2 separate regions of the Gossypium arboreum genome follow, and region 2 is linked to region 1. The links are chromatin contacts, called in public Hi-C maps. All regions are on one chromosome and are shown on one strand. Each heading gives the region's core, a stretch centred on a gene start, on an enhancer-like site or on the middle of the called end of the contact. The rest is flanking DNA. Distances are from core to core; before and after follow the strand shown. Region 1 has its middle 3.9 kb from the start of LOC108464149. Region 2 holds the start of LOC108461379 (ATP-dependent 6-phosphofructokinase 5, chloroplastic).

Region 1 (4,372 bases), core at 805-3,304:
TGTTTGAGGTATCATGGATGGCGTCATGGCATTTAATGTATGCGGTTCTTTTCTTGCTTGCTTTTTTCAACATTGATTCTCCTCCTTCCATTCAATGTAGATGCCCTCTAAGCCTTTTTTTTTTTCCTTCACAGCACTTTGCCTTCCTTGTTGCACTTCTTCTTCTTCTTTCTTCAGTCTTCACTTTCTTTTTCTGCAGTTTCTTTTTTCCCTAAGGCATGGGTACAGTTTGCCTTTAATGTTGAAGCAAACAATGGTTTATAATCATGGGGCCTCCTTTTGTTTTTCCTGGTAACGCATTTACTTTTTCAGTCTTTGAGTACTGAAGTTGATCTTTGTTTTTTCTTCTTAAATATATGTATATATATATATATATATATTAAAACATCTGCTCATTCTTTCAGCAATACTAATTATTGCGGTAGTGTAAAATAATGAGATTCTCAAACTTGTTCATATAATAAATATATAATATTTATAGAGGGAAACAGGTCCTTTTTGCAACAATATTTCATGTTGTTGTGTAATAACGGAACGATAGATCCAAAGCTTGTGTCTTTCTAACTTCATTTCCTTGTTTCTTCTTCCTTCAAACCCTTCTAAAGGAAACATGTGGGCTCTCCTAGCAGCAAGGAGCAGAAAAAAAGAAGAAAAAAACACTCACAAGATTCATGTTTTTTCTTTGCAACTCTCAGGTCCTAAAGCTTAATTAATTCCATGTAATCCTAAAACTAACTAGAAACATTTGTGTCTTCAAAGGCGACCACACAGATGTTTGTAATAAAACAAACTTTTCATGTCTTAACGGTGATTAATTAAAAGATTATTTATTGTTGGGAAGGTAATTAATACTACCACAAATGAATGAAGTCAGAAAACAACTACATTGCAGGTAAAAGAGGGACCTGTTTCTCTCTATAAGGTAAGATTTTCAGATGGCTCATATGCTGATTTTTTGACCCTTTTGCTACCATATACATACATACATACATACATATGGGATAATTTGCTTGCTTTTGTGTCCAAAGTAGTAGCTGCAAGATATAAATATGCACTTGTTGAGGATAGTTTGCTTGATTGGGGAAATTAAACCACAGTAGTAGAGCAGGTAAAGGTGCATAGGGAAATGCATGTTGTGGTCCTGTTGGGGAATCTTGTTCCAAAGTTAATTTCATCAGATAGTGATTGATCATCTTCTTCCTTACCTGTATTACTTAATATGGCACCATTGTCTTTATTAGTCTTGCTTTGGCTTAATTATATATACGAGAGGGTAGAGTTTATAAGTAAACTAAAAACAGCAATTACCCATTTTTCTTTAAGGGTTAAAACTGCTTATTTCCATAATAGTGAATCTGAGGTCTTAGTTTCCTTGTTTCCCATACATAAATCCCCTCTATTTGAATTCGTCAGAGCCTTTTTCCTTATATGTGTTTGTCACTTTGATCCTCAATCAAATGTATCTTCCAATTCCATGTACCCATATTGCATAGTTTTATACATCTTTAAAAAAAAAAAAATTAAAACTAAACTCACTTAACTTCCTTTTTAAAAATACGATAACATCTAGTTCATTAAACATGTAATGTATAGATAACTAAAAGTACATGACATTATTGTAAAATATGGTGCAATGGAAACATTTTTCATTATATTATGTCAATAATACAATAGATTGTAGATATATACAAAGGGAATATTAGGGATTTTAAAATCAAAATAGCGTTGGATATGATATAATCTTTAATATCCTTAATACACCCCCACAATATCGTGTTTCCATCGGAGATACTTATCTTGGACCTGTAGAGATGTAAGCGTTGTTTGGATTGTGGTTTAGTAATTAGATAAACGAACTGATCTTTGCTGCAAACATGATCAACAGGCAAATGGTCATCTTATATTTGTTGTTGCGCAAAGTGATAGTCCAATGCCAAATGTTTCATTCAGGAATGAAAAATCGGATTCTTGCAGTAGTATATAGAACCAAGGTTGTCACAATATAATACTGGTTGTAGCTTAGCAAATGGGTCTAACTCTCCAAGCAAGAAACAACCCAATTAACTTCGACGGTCGTGGTCGCAATGGCTGGATACACAGCCTCGGTAGAGGACTGAGTCATAGTTCTTTGGTGTTTCGAAGCCCACGAAATCAGAGTGGCACCAAGATAAACAATAAAGGCACTAGTAGAGAGAAATTTATCTTTGTCACCAACCCAGTTGGAATCAAAAAGAGTAGTGACCTTCAAGGACTCAATATGTCAAATGAACAAGTCAAAAGAAATAGTGTTTTTCAAAACTGAAGAAGTCGTTTGACTTCATTCCAATGTTCTTGAGATGTACTGAGACAACTTATTCATTACAAAAGATATGACAGGTCAAGTTAAAGACAAATGTTGCAAGTCACGAATAGTGCTACGATAACGTCTACCATCTGTGAAGGGGCTACCATCATTAAGTAGAAGAGATAAAAAGTAGACAAAGGAGACTCAATAGGCTTGGCGTCAACCATATTCATTTGTTGAAGATGATTCAAGATATACTTGTTTTGAGATAGGAATAGGCCATTAAATATTGGAGTTGTCGTGACTTCAATGAAGTGATGAATGTTACCAAGATCCTTTTATCAAAAATTGTTTTGGGGCTTAGAATGAAATTGGTAATAAGATGTTGATTATTGCCGGTTACAAGCAAAGCATCAACATACACAGAAAAAAAAATATACATTATAGAACCACTGTGATCACGATAAATAAAAAAAAAGATGCATTTAGTTTAGACCAACAAAACCAAAGGAAAAGAGAAACTGATGAAGTGCAATATTCCACATATAGAAAGCTTGTTTGATTCAATGTAAAGACTTATTTAAATACCCCAAGTACAAAAAGTTTACGTTAACAAAGCTTGGAGGCCAGACAATGTAAACATTCTCATGTAATGGACAATGTACAAAGGCATTATTGACAATTCATAAGAATTGTGTTCTAATCTGTAATGGATGGATACAAAATAATCTCTATTTTATCAAACTTAAGATGTACTCACTGCTTGAAACTAAATGCGTGAATAAGAAACTTAAAACTTCTCACTCTAGTGGGGTGTAATTATGACATTTAAGATTTGTTTATATTAACCAAGAAAGAATCACTATACTTGTGAAAGAAGAAACTTTAAGTTCACTTAAAGAGGTGCTTCTTCCACAATGTGAATCTTACTATACTTGTGAAAGAAGAAACTTTAAGTTCACTTAAAGAGGTGCTTCTTCCACAATGTGAATCTTACTTGGATGGTAAAATAGCCAAGTGATCTTTTAATGCAAAAGGTACAGGGGTCGTTCAACCCTCAAAACTTGTGCACCCTAACATATGTGGTTCCATTAACATTAGTGTGAGAGGTGGTTACGATTACTACATAATTTTTATAAATGATTATTCTAGATATGGGTATGTGTACCTAATGCACCACAAGAGTAAAACATTTGATAAATTTTAAGAGTTTTGTGCAGAAGTGGAGAAACAGTTAGGTTTACTCATTAAGACACTTCAGCCTGACTGAGATGGGGAAAATTTATGAGACGAGTTCTTAAGATACCTCATAGAGAACAAGATATTTTCCTAGTTAATCGCACTGGGTACTCCATAATAGAATGTTGTGGTAGAGAGAAGGAATAGAGTGTACTAGACATGGTTTGTTCTATGTTATGTACAATCGTCAATATATTTTAGGAGATACGCATTACAAACGAGTTGTTATATTCTGAATGATGTACCAACTAATACCTCACCTAAAACTCTATACACACAACAAGAAGTTAAACCTAAATCAGTAAAGAATTTGGGGAAATCCAACCTACGTATTGGATAAAGATGTGAAGAAATTAGATTCATGCATAGAATTGGGCATGTTTGTAGGTTATCCAAAATGAACAAAGGGTGGATTATTTTATAACCCAAAAGATTAAACAATTAAAGTATCAACCCATGCTTCATTCCTAAAGAAAAGTTACATCAATGTTTTAAGCCTCGTAGTACATTGTTACTGATAAGTCATAATTTATACATATTTTTATCCCATGCTTAGCATATTTTTGGATTAATTATCATTAGATTTATGGAATTTGATGCTCCTAATCCTTTAATTTCATGTTTTATACTTAGGTGAGCATAGGAGAGTAAAAAGAGCAAGAAACGGGCCAAAAACGGAGAAAATTGGTCAATGTGAGAAATAAACACGGCCTAGACTTCCTTACACGCGTAGACCACACGCCCGTGTCTATTCAACAGACTCTAACACGGTTTTAAGCACTTGCACACGGTCGTGTCCCTGTCGAGCCCAAGTTTATTTATATTCAGAAAAGGCCACCTTTGAGGGTT
Region 2 (4,426 bases), core at 561-3,060, 120 kb after region 1:
ATGTGTGAGGCCCAACAAATTTATGGATCTTCCACATTTGTGACTTCTGGATAAATGCAACTCGTACTTGCCAATTGCACCCTTTTGCCAACCTCCAACACACCTTAATATACAATATCAGCTTAAACACGATAACTTTGTAGTCAATTGACATATTCATGCTATACCGTTTGATGGCAAATATGTAGTCTTCCTTGGTCGCGGATTTTTGGCCCATAAACAACTCCTTACGTTTGGGATCTGTGGCTAATCGGTGAACAGGTAGCATATCGGGATACTCAAGGAACTCAGCTGCATGTGTCGTATCGGAATCTACAATCAACATGTGGGGCCCTAGGATCATTGTGTATGACAATGCCTCAAATTGGGTTCCTGACTGAAGATGCGTGAACATTTTCATTATCATTAGCGCCTTCATTGTCGATATCTTCTGGGACCTCATCTTGATCGGGATAACTATAATCTTCAACCTTATGATCAAAAGGACCATTATTATCATATCCATCTTCACCATCTATATCACTTTCAATCACCATCTGATGTATTTGTAAACGGGGACTCAGGTTAAGAGTATTAGACGCAGGTGGAACATTAAAATCGATGTTGAACCTGCGTACAGATGATCGCCTATCAATAGACACTCTCAGAACATCCGTATACGGATCTTGAACTCCATGTTCTTTAGTTAGTGGAATGACATCTTCAGCTGACTCTACATTAACTAACTCAGCAAACAGTTAAATCGGTTCAGTGTGGCCACTCTGATTCTGGCAATAAAATGCGACCATTGTATCCACTTCTTCATCATCTACAAGTTCCATCTTAGTGAATTTGATGGGATTTGGCGAAACTGGAAATTTGTAGTATAGTTTCGAGATCCTTCTCTCACAACGGCTAACAATTTTTGCATTGATCATTTTTTTCATATCATTAATCAACACATTTCTATTAAATCTCATAATTATTTGTTGGCAAAATTTAAATATACAAGTAATTGTTTTTGTTAAAATTACTCCATCGAAATAAACATATACAAAAATTGATTATCCATCTTCAATCTAAATATGTAAAAATATTTAAACATAATTAAATTTCTCAATAATTATTTGAAAAACAAAACAAGATTCAACTGTAAAAAATTATAATAACAAAAATTAATCACTGTACAAACCTTACATATCTTTCTGACTTTTCTTCTTTGTTTTCTCTTCTACAAAAAAAAAATCCTTTCCTTTCTTCTTATCGGTTAGCTGCTACAACCATTCAGCAAAACAAAAAAATTACTTCAACAATTCAAGAAAACACACAAATTGCTACAATTGTTCAACTCAAATTTATAATGGTCTGGTGCCACATGACAGTCCCTCCTCCCAATGGTGCCGCCTGACGGCCTCTCTCTTCTTTCTAGTGTCACCTGACATGTGCTCTCCAACCCTAGTGCCACCAATGAATGCCCCTCCACCCTTTTTTACCCGTACAAACCCAATTTTGCCTGGTATAGGTGTATAATATAGGTACCGTTGCATATGGCCTCTCTACCATTTAAATAAGATTAGTTTTTTTAAATAAATTATTAGCTAATATGGTTAAATGATTGAGAAAAAAAAATTAGTGTCGACACCAATTCTGGCACAACCCTTCGGTACTGTTTACTTCAACCCATTTTGGTAAATAATGTCAAGAGAATACCATTTTAATATTTAATTATTTTTTTGTATTATAGGATAAAAAAGCCAAATTTTAATCAAAATAAAAAAATTGAAAAGGTTAATATGGTCAAAGAAGTGGCAACTCCGTTGAATTTTAAGCCTCCTCGGTTTTATAAGCCAAAACACTTTGTAGTAGGTACGGCCAAAACCGGCTGCCGTTTTCGATTTGTCTGCTTTCTCTGTCTCCTCTTATTTTTCCTCCCTCCCTCCAAATACCCCGCTTTCCCAAATAAAAAAAAAAAACAAAAAAAAAATAAAAAGCTTTGAATCTTTGATCATAGACTCTGCAACTACCAAAACAAAAAGGGAAAAAAAGAAAGCTAAAAACTCAACTTTACTTGTCGTTTAATGGAAACTCTTTCCCATACGATCACCACTTCGGCTTCTCCGAAACTCCGCCTCCCTCGAAACGACAACGTTCACCGTCGTCTCCTCCGTTTCCGCCATGGATTTAGTTCCTTGAATCTCGGTACACTGAGATCGCAGAGGAGTACTAGTGGTTTCTTCAAGGTTGAATGTAGTCAACAGAGCTCGAAAAATTGTATCGATTTTAGTGATCCTGATTGGAAGTCAAAGTTCCAGCAAGATTTCGAAAGACGCTTTAATATTCCTCACATCACCGATACTTTCCCCGATGCTCAGTCGTTTCCTTCCACATTCTGTCTCAGAATGAGGTAAAAAAAAAGTTCCTTTTTTCCTTGTTTTTTTGAAATTGTTTCCAGCTGATTTTCACTTCTTGTGAGTGTTCTTTTTCTTTTTTTTTTTTACTCCCGAGAGTGAGAAAATTCTAAAATATTGTAGTTATTTTGGAGTTCAATGAATTTGATGGCATTTATCTTATTAATTATTAATTTATTTTGTGAAGTAATTATTTATTTTGAACTTAGCAAATAGAACTTAAATGATCTTCTTTTTTTTTTTTTTGTTACAGAACTCCGGTAACTGAGGATTTTGCGGAAGGCTATCCGTCGGATGAGGAATGGCATGGTTATATTAATAATAACGATAGAGTGCTTCTTAAGGTAATATCTTTTCCATATATATGTATTTAAATTTCACTGATGTTTTGCTGAATTGTGTTATGGAGAATTGAAATTCTTACATGAGCTTATCGTTTAGAGCTTGGAGATCATGTTCAAAATTGATAATTTCCATGTGTTGAGTATCTGTTTGAAATGTGAATTCAAAATCACCTGAAATGGCTTAAATAATTTCAGGAAAGAAATTTACTTGTCTTGCTCCTTTAGAAGTAAATTCTGGTTTGCTTGTCTCTCTGTTTTTATCTTTATATCTTAAATCAAGATATTGGTTTAATTGTTCGAGCTCTGCAGAAATAATCTTTCATTTGCTTCGGTTAGTCGTCTGCATTTAGACTAGATTGGTCAAGATTCTGATCTTTAAATATTTCAGGTCATACATTACTCGTCTCCTACATCTGCCGGTGCGGAGTGCATTGATCCTAACTGTACTTGGGTTGAACAATGGTAAGCATAATTCTCTACTTATTTATAGGTTTACATAGACTCATGCATTCTATTGCATTCACTACAATACTTAATAATATGTGGTAAAATAATGTTATATTGCTTTTAATATTGTTTCCCAACTTTTGTATTGATCTAGTAGATTTTGTAACTTATATGTCCACTGTCATCAGGTGTCCACATTTGTTACCATGTTTTATATTCCCTTATCACTGTCTTTGTTTAATGTATGAAACTTTGTAGTTCATTTGGCAGTTATGATATTATGTAACATTACATATCATCTTAGGGTTCATCGTGCTGGGCCTCGAGAGAAAATATATTTCAAACCAGAAGAAGTGAAGGCTGCAATTGTTACTTGTGGTGGGCTTTGCCCTGGTCTTAATGATGTCATTAGACAGGTCAGCACCATACTTAAAATTTCAATTTGCTGCTGGCATGATTGTAATTACCAACAACAGCTACGCTATTTGATTCAACTCAGTGCTTTCATTGTTTGGTTATGTAATTGTTAACTGGTTTTTAATTTGTATTTCATGCTAAAATAAAAAATTCATGTTCAGTGTCTACTGACCAAGATTCTGGACATGCAATATGTCTCATATTGTTCTCTTGGTCAATAGATTTCAGTTTAACTTCAAAATACCATGTACCAAAGTTTTTCTTCTACTTTCATGATAAACTGATAAAGTAGGATGAAGTAATGATGATTGGATATTAACACCATAAATATAATGTTAGATTAAAGTTTCATGTTTAGTCTGAAACCTGAATGCTTTAGTGTTTTTTGACCAATACATTCTTAAATTAATGAACTAGTGCAGATTGTCATCACACTGGAAATATATGGTGTAAAAAACATTGTGGGGATTCCTTTCGGTTATCGTGGATTCTCAGACAAAGGCTTGACTGAAATGCCGGTAAGCATTGTTTCTTAATGGTTTGTTAGAATATCGTGCTCCATCCTAGATTTTATATCGTTCATTTGGCGCTATTTTCAGCTATCGCGGAAAGTAGTCCAAAATATTCACCTTTCAGGTGGAAGCTTGTTAGGAGTTTCACGTGGAGGACCCTCTGTCAGTGATATTGTTACTAGTATGGAGGTACTCCTAACTTTTCTACTATTTGTCAGATTAACTTAGCCTTGCAGGAATTGTAGATTTTGAATTAAAATAGCCGGACTTAAAGAGGCCAAGTATGTATTGTTTTTCTTATATGTTTCCAAAATTGATG

The links. A called contact is a pair of places that touch in the nucleus more often than the background predicts.
Region 2: a contact with region 1 is called in a Hi-C map of leaf, with 2.9 times the contacts expected there. The contact joins the promoter of LOC108461379 here to the enhancer-like site in region 1. A contact is called at or near these places in 2 of 5 Hi-C or Micro-C datasets (both in leaf).

The regions. Positions count from the first base shown.
Region 1 is chr2:6,659,602-6,663,973 of ASM2569848v2, forward strand. No RefSeq gene overlaps it. Among protein-coding and RNA genes, the nearest start is that of LOC108464149, 3.9 kb to the left of the region's middle. Within about 2 kb of position 2,055, at least 1 of the 2 cell types and tissues checked has an H3K27ac peak or open chromatin away from gene starts, as enhancers often do. A contact at or near this core is called in leaf, where this site is marked.
Region 2 is chr2:6,782,841-6,787,266 of ASM2569848v2, forward strand. LOC108461379 (ATP-dependent 6-phosphofructokinase 5, chloroplastic) reads left to right here and starts at 1,811. Exons shown (of 13, transcript XM_017761219.2): 1 at 1,811-2,383; 2 at 2,641-2,731; 3 at 3,120-3,193; 4 at 3,483-3,594; 5 at 4,018-4,113; 6 at 4,195-4,296. The coding sequence starts at 2,058.